Linked DNA regions of Sus scrofa: region 2 is linked to region 1. The links are chromatin contacts, called in public Hi-C maps. All regions are on one chromosome and are shown on one strand. The core of a region is the stretch at or near the end of the contact, and the rest is flanking DNA. Distances in the headings are between cores, read along the strand shown.

The links. Hi-C and Micro-C count contacts between places; a contact is called where the count stands out from the background.
Region 2: a Hi-C map of liver shows a contact between it and region 1, with 1.9 times the contacts expected there. The contact joins the promoter of ELOVL2 here to the enhancer-like site in region 1. A contact is called at or near these places in 6 of 47 Hi-C or Micro-C datasets (brain, fetal liver, liver and 1 more).

Annotation. Positions count from the first base shown.
Region 1 is chr7:7,685,617-7,689,485 of Sscrofa11.1, reverse strand. It overlaps ELOVL2 (elongation of very long chain fatty acids protein 2), which reads left to right. Exons shown (of 8, transcript XM_021100180.1): 2 at 220-283. Among named protein-coding and RNA genes, the nearest start is that of ELOVL2, 45 kb to the left of the region's middle. Within about 2 kb of position 1,910, at least 3 of the 83 cell types and tissues checked have an H3K27ac peak or open chromatin away from gene starts, as enhancers often do. A contact at or near this core is called in fetal liver and liver, where this site is marked.
Region 2 is chr7:7,730,795-7,734,759 of Sscrofa11.1, reverse strand. ELOVL2 (elongation of very long chain fatty acids protein 2) reads left to right here and starts at 2,407. Exons shown (of 8, transcript XM_021100180.1): 1 at 2,407-2,576. The coding sequence starts at 2,574.

The DNA of each region.
Region 1 (3,869 bases), core at 661-3,160:
CCTGCCGAAGGAAATGAAAGAGGAATTATTTGCTTCCAGATCCTTCCAGGCTAGTGACGGATGAGGCTGCATGTGCTGGTTGACCGTCCTTAAGTCTCTGCGGGCAAAGGTCGTCAGGGCCAGGACCTTTGGAAGGTCCGTCAGCCATGTATCGTCACCGACTTGTTTTGAGAGAGTCAAAAGAACCCCAGTTAAATCACTTTTCCTTTGTCTTTTCAGGAGCATCTAAAGGCCTTTGATGATGAAATCAATGCTTTTTTGGACAATATGTTTGGACCTCGGGGTGAGTGAGCTGCTTGAGAACTGAATGTGGAGGCGCACGGTTTAGTGAGAGGGGGGTCGGCCGTGTCTGGGGTCCTGACCATGTGTCTGGGGTCCTGGCCTGCCCCCCACCCTCAACCTCCGCCTCCCAGAACGCGCAGAGGCTGCGGGGGGAGCGGGAACAGGAGCAGCGCGTGTGGCGAGTTCCTGCCTCTGGCACCTGATAGGCCTGCTGCTTCTTTTCCTCCCCAGCCCCACCCAGTCCCCCACTCCTCACCTCCCGCTCCTTCTGCCCGTCCCTACGGCAGTAGAGTCCCTCTGAGGGCGTCCTCTGCTCCCAGCCGTTCCTCCCTCCCCCGTCACTCTGACCTCAGCAGGGCCTCCGTCCACCTTGTCTGCTTCTTTCTCGTCATTTATTAAATGTCAGCTGGAATAATATGATAAAAGCCTACATCCCATTATGTGGTCCTTTAGCTTAAAGCTCAGCAGTGTCAAGTTCCCCGGTGGCTCAGGGGGTTAAGGATCCAGCATTGTCACTACTGTGGCGCTGGTTCGATCCCTGGCTTGGGAGCTTCTGCAGGCCACGGGCGCAGCCAGAAAAAACCCCGTGTCTTCCCCGTGTCCTCAGGATCTAAGCCAAGTGCCGCAGCGCAGACCACGCACCCCGGCGTGGTCCAGCCCCGGCTGCCTCTCTGACGGCCAGCGCCCCTCTCCTCGCTCTCCGGACACCTTGGGCTTCCTCGAATCTGTAAAAGTCTTTCCCGTGCTCTTCCGTCCCCACCGGGTCCCACCCCCTCCCTCGACCCTGTCATCTCCTTCTCATACAGCAGGTGTCGGCTGGATGTCACCCTCGCAGATGAGCTGTCCCTGACCGGCCGGCAGAGCCCTGCCCGCTAAAGCCAGCCTCGCCTCGCTCTCTCTCAGCCTCTGTCTGTTTCCTTCGCTCACTTTATTAATAGCTTTTTCTCCCGGGAGGGTGGCAGCCAGGACTGCTCTCTCCAGGGCGTGTTACAGTCCTAGGAACCTCTGAGGCGCCATCTGTTTTGCAAACAAGTGAATATACATTCTCAACAGCGTGTGTGGTTTCCTCGCGCCTTGCTGGGTCGCAGAGCTGGAAAATCCCCCGTTGTCTCCTCACCGTCATTGTGTGTGTGTGTGTCGGGGGGGGGGGATGAGGTTTTCCTGTTTCTCAGAATCTTGAAACAGAACACGGAGGGGATTTAGACCACGCCCCAGTTTCTGCAAGGCTCGTCGCCTGTCCCAGTGAGTGAGTGACTGTAGAGCCTTAGCGGAATGACACTCCGAGGTTGTACAAGAGCTTTGCAAATACGAGTGTTCACACTGCCTTTGGCTTTTGCTCTGTTTCCCATTGTATCTCTGTGATCACCCTGCGGGGCAGGCAGCGTGGGATGCCCGGAGCTCGCCACCTGCTGTATCCGACGTGTTCTCTGCCTGAGCCTTAGTGGGTAGCATGGAGGGCACTGGGCTTCTGGGTGACTGGCTTTCAACTTGACCTTTCCACCAGAAAGTTAACCCGCAGTGCTCCGAGCCAAGGTCACACAGAACTTTGCTGTCAGTACAATCACTGTGACCTGGAATTACACGGATTGGGGATTAGTTAAGGATAGGGTTGCAGTTGTTTGCTCAGCTTTGGTCACTTTTATGGGAGTTTCCTTTGTAGCAGGCAGCCTGTGAGGTGGACAGTCACGGCCGGGTCAGGTGACCTCCCCGGTGGCAGGGTGTCTGGCCTCCAGGCCGTGAGGCATCCTCTTCCCCTCTGAGAAAATGGTGCATGTGTAAGTTGTCTGGCAGGCCACCTGCTAAACTTAGAGGTGTCCCCAAGCCTGTGGTGACTTTATCTACGCCACGTTGGTACCATCAGGAGAGATTGTTGTGGGCACGCACGTGACTCAGACGCAGAGCTAACTTCTCAAGTCTCAAAGATGATATTACAAATACTTGTTCCCAGCTTTTTTTTTTTTTTTTTTTTTTTTGTCTTTTTAGCACCACACCTGCGGCATATGGAAATGCCCAGGCTGGGGGTCAAATCAGAGCTATATCTGCAAAAGCTACACCACAGCTCATGGCAATGTGGGATCCTTAACCCACTGAGTGGGGCCGAGGATCAAACCCGCATCCTCATGGATGTTATGTTGGGTTCTTAATCTGCTGAGCCGCAATGGGAACTCCATTTTAACCCCTTCTTATAAGGACATCGATTGCCACCCAGGGCCCACCTCATCTTAATTTGTTTACATCCTCAAAGACCTGATTTCCAAATAAGGTTAAATTCACACATACCGGGAGTTGGGAGTTGAGCACATCTTTTTGGGGGGGGGGGTAGCTCACAGTTCAACCCCTAACACCGTCACAAGAGGTAGGGTAGCCATTGAGAGCCAGTTATTTCTCTTTTTACACAGTTTTTCTCAGTCACTAGCGGGAGAATACCACCTGTAGGATGGATTTGTCTTTGACCTTGACTGGCGGTAGCATCATGGATGATTGCATGTGTCCAGACTCATCAGATTGTACACATTAAGTATGGGCAGGATTTTATGTATCAGTTACAGCTTCATAAAGTTGTTAAAAATAATATCAGGTGTTCTCGTCGTGGCTCAGTGGTTAATGAATCCAACTAAGAACCATGAGGTTGTGGGTTCAATCCCTGGCCTTGCTCAGTGGGTTAAGGATCCGGCGTTGCCGTAAGCTGTGGTATAGGTTGCAGATGCAGTTCAGATATGGCGTTGCTGTGGCTGTGGTGTAGGCCGCCGGCTACAGCTCCGAGGAGACCCCTAGCCTGGGAACCTTCATATGCCACGGGAGCGGACCTAGAAAAGGCAAAAAGACCAAAAAAAAAAAAAAAATCTCTATAGAATTAGATTGAGAATTTTAAGTAAGTTAATACACGCACAAACCTTTGTAACAATGGGTGGCACAAAATCAGTGCTCAGTAAATGTTCATTACGGTGGTATTGCAGCCATGAGAATAATGTAAATTGTGAAATGGTAATTGCGTTGTTATGCACACGGGGAGCTGTCATTACGAAAGAGCAGTGGCAGGTGGCTCCCTTCACGGGGCCGGGCCTTGACCTGGCACAAGAGGATCCGTCGGCTTAGAGGGGAATGCGAGGAAGGGGCACGTTGCACACAACCTTTTCTTTTTTTTTTTTTGAACGGAGCTTTATTTATTTCCTGAGGTTTTATTGAAGTAGAGCTGGTTGGCAAGGTTGTGATAATTCCTGCTGTGCAGCGAAGTGAGTCAGCCATGCACATACACAAATCCATCCCCTTTCAGAGTCTTTTCACTCGGCACAACCTTTTGTGGCAGATAATGATGAGCAGTTGTGCGAAGGGTAATGTCGTGGGTGGGTGGCACAGATGCCCCTTTCTTACCTTTTCATCTCCGTCACAAATGGGCAAAGCGGACAGAGGAAGTGGCTGTCCAGAGCCTGAGCAGACACCTTCCTCGAGGAAACGGCGCCCTGCGGGGGCGGAGGGGGGTGAAGAGGCGGGGGGTGGGGGGGACGGGGCTGGGGGAGCAGAACGTGGGCAGGGACTGTGTGGGTGGCCGGGGGGACCAGGAGCAGGGAGGAACCAGCTCCTGCAGC
Region 2 (3,965 bases), core at 1,158-3,657, 45 kb before region 1:
CTTCGACTTATTATTTTTCATTTCTAAATGTATAGAGTTGCACTGCACCTCACAAGCCTTCATGCCTTGTAGTTGCCCAGCTTCGAGACCAAAAAAAAAAAAAAAAAAAAAAAAAAAAAATGCCGGGAAACAGCAACAAAGACATCTTATCAGGTAGGCAGTCTTAGAAGTCTGACACATAAGGTCCTGAAGCAATACCCCACCATGTACAGGAGCCAACAAGCCAAACACAGCAACAGTCTTTACTACTCAGGGGAGAAGGAGGCTACCTTTTACAGGGGGAATTGGTGTCAGGTTGGCTCATCAGTTACCAGGGCAACCAGCAGGGGGCAAGCACATAGGCTGTTACTGATTAAGCCTTGTAATTAAGAGGATTGGATAATCCTGTGAGTGAAGCAGGGCCCGGTCCAGCAGGGGATGTTCAGAGATCGAGAGAACAACCCTTTGGAGTGGCCTGACCGCACACGTAGGTACAGAGCTCTCTTTACACAAGGCAGAGTGTCCGGCCAGGGCAAGAATGGGATTTCCAGAGGCTGTTTCTATTGTTACTCTGGAGAAAAGCAGATTGATTTAAAGTCACAATAAATTATATGTAATCCAAGAGAATAAATAATAAAAAGGTGACATAACAGAAAGTTGATGGCTTATTAAATGATTTGTATTGATAAATAATTGGGAATTCATATTTTAGTTGGTATGAATGGTAAAGTACTATCCCAGTTTTCTGTGTTTATACAGGTAGAACCACTTCCTTTTTCCATTTAATGAACTAATCAGTGGGGGAAAAACCTTTTTTTACTTGCTGTCTCCTTTGTTCCTTTATTGTAGTGACAAGCCATAAAATAATATTTTAAGAAATAGATAACATATCAGTGACTTCTTAGGCCTTCTAGTTTGATAGTTGTTTTTAGATGATAAACATAAAATAATGATTACGGTAGTGGGAAGTATAAAGATAAGTCAAAATTTAAGAGTTCTACCTGTGGAGTTCCCTGGTGGCAAAGCGGGTTAAGGATCTAGTGCAATGGCTTGTGTCTCAGCTATGGCACAGGTTCAGTCCCTGACCTGGGACCTTCTGTATGCCGTGGGTGCAGGAAAAAAAAAAAAATTCCGTGTGTTAACTTGGTATACTTTGCAAGGTGTAGATGCCACCAATGGATCAATGGTACAGTCCCTGCAAGCAGACAGCAGAATGCTTAGAAACTGGTGGTCACACTTTTTTCCACTTAATGTTGTTAGAAAAATAGACTAAAGCTTTCTCTAATGATGGACTTGGGTTTTCAAAACCTGGTCCACAGCCTACCTGACAGCATCAGCGTCGTTTGTGATGCTTGTTAAAAATTTGCATTCCTGGTCTGCACCTGAGAACAACCGGATGCGCCCCAGGTCCCTGTAGTTGATTAAATCCTCAGGTGTAATTTACATATAATAATGTATGAGAATAACCATCTACATTGAGAATTCACATTTTGCCATATCAGATTAATGACACAGTAAAATTGACATCCAGTATTTTTACAGTTCAATATCCAAAGAATGTGGATGCTATTTGTACAGCTTTCAAAATATAACATGTAAAGAAATCTGGAAAATGAAGGGAAACTATGAAAAGATAACAATCATTCCATAACACTGCTATGGGGGGTGGCAGTGGGGGAAAAAAAAAACTAGTATTTGATGAATATTTGGGTGAATTTCCTTTCCGCACACATTCTTAGTGCTTTAAAAAGAGGAAAGGTCATGTAACACACATCTATTTTTTCACATCTTTCACTTAGGTGACAAAAAATTTTGAAAAATTAAAAACCTAGGATCTAAGATCCCTTACTTTCTGTTGACAGTTAAGTGTTAAACTAACCATTGGTGGCTTCAGCTGAGAAGCTCAAGGAATAAGATCATCCTCTGGAGGTGGAGTCGTGTGAGCAAAGGAATTTCTTGATCAGACATCGACTCCCAACCTCATCCCCAAAGGAGCTGGGCTGACCGCTGCATCTAACACCACACCCCACCAACCTGCAGCAGCAGGAGCCAGTCTCCCTTTAATGGGTTCTAGAAAACTTCGGAACCAGCTAAGACGAGGGCAGTGCCCTGGCGCTCGGCAGCTCCTTCCTCGCCCAGCTCCGCGGAGGAGGCGGTGGACAGAGGCCGGTGATGGGTGGGTTCTCCCCCAGGCTCTTCGAACGTTGAGCGGCCGAGAGCCGCGGGCACCGGCTGGGCCTGCAAATCGCCGCCCGCCCGGCAGGGGGCGCCGCGGGAGCAGCCAGGCGCCCGGGAGGGTCGCGCGAGGCCGCCCGGGGCAGCCGCCTCCCCAGCGCGCCCCTCCCCCGCCGCCCCGCTCGCCCCGGCGAGGGGAGGGGGCGGGGGCCGCGGGCGCCCGAAACGGCCCTGCGGCTCCGAGCGCCGCGCGGGAGCGGCGCGAGCTCGAGGGGGCGGGGAGGCGCGGGCGGCGGACGTGCGCGCGCCGGGCGTGGGTGTGGGTAAGAGGAGCGGGCGCGGCGGGAGCGCGGGGCAGAGGGACGCCGGCTACCCTGGACAGCGCGTCGCCGGCCGCCGAGGTCTCCGCGCCGCGGACCATGGTGAGTGGCGGCCGCGCGCTGCCACCGCGGCCGCCGCTCGCTCTTTCTTTCTCTCCGCGACCAACGCGCCGGGCGGGAAGGGGCCGAGCGGGCGGCGGCGCGGGAGCTGCGGGTTCGACCGCTGGAACCCGTCGCTGCCGGCGGGTCGGGCCGGGCCGCGTGGGCCTGGGGAGGGGGCGGCGAACGTTTGGGCGCGGGGCTCTCGGGCAGGACCGGCGCCCGCGGGTCTCGGGCACTTGGACCGAGTCGGCGGTCCCGCCGGGCACCTCGAGGCGCCGGCTCGCGTCCAGCCCCCTGTTGCATGCACGAGGCCGGCCGGCACCGGGATGCCCGCCAAACCGCCCGCTCCTCCCGCCGTGGCCATTGCCGCCCTCCCGCCTGCCTCCCGCAGCCGCGTTCCCCGCACTCGCTCCCCCCCGCCGCCCCCGCTCCCCTCGCGCGGGACCGACCCCGCCTCGGGAAATTCTGGCTGTGGGGCTCTAACGGTTGAATTCCTGCCTCCCCTGTGCTGCAATGCCGGGGGTGTGTCTGTGCGCCCCGGGTCTGCACAGTGGTGCCAGGGAGTGGGTTTCCATCTGTGTACTGGGATGGAGGGGCCGGCCTCTGCTGTGTTTTTTTCCAGCAACTCCGCTCTCTCCCGGTTTCCCAGGCTCCGACTCCGCTCTGAATTCATAACGCTTTCTGCTGGGCATTAAGCTCTGTTCCCAAAGAGAGAGGGGGGTGTGTGTGTCCCCGTGTGTCCGTCTCCCATGAGCTGCTTGAGTGTTGGCAGCAGAGCTTGGTTCTGTGACTACAAAAAAAAAAAGTGTGTGCCAAGCTCAAGGGACCAATCAGTGGTAGGCAAACCGTGAAGTCTCATTTGTCCTCAGTGGTCCATATTCTATCTTTGCTTCTCTCCTCCCTCCCATATGGTCTCCTCTCCACTTAAGGGCTTGTTAAAATATGCGAATCTGCCTTTTCCCGACTCCAGCTGACACCAATCAGTCCTAGATTTTACCCTCTCCACGCGTTCAGCACCGCTCTCTGCCTGATTATGCCTTCTCTGGCTACTCTTCCTGAAATTCCCGTGTTTCCTTCTGTGCCCAGCCTAGTTCATATTACCCTTGTCTGCCTAATTTTTTTTCTTTATTATTTAACTAGTTAGTTTACTGAGCTTACTGAACATATTCCTCGCCAGGAATATGTAAGTTTCCCCACCAGAATGTAAATTTCCCCACTATAATGTAAGTTTCGGTAGCGCAGACATGTTTGTCAGTTTTGTTCACTGCTGTATTTCTTACATAGCAGGTGCTCAATAGTTTAAAAAAAAAACAAAAAACCTCAGTAGAGCAGCAAATGAGAAACAGCGGTGCAACTACAGGGTAATTTATCCAATTAACAGTTGTGATA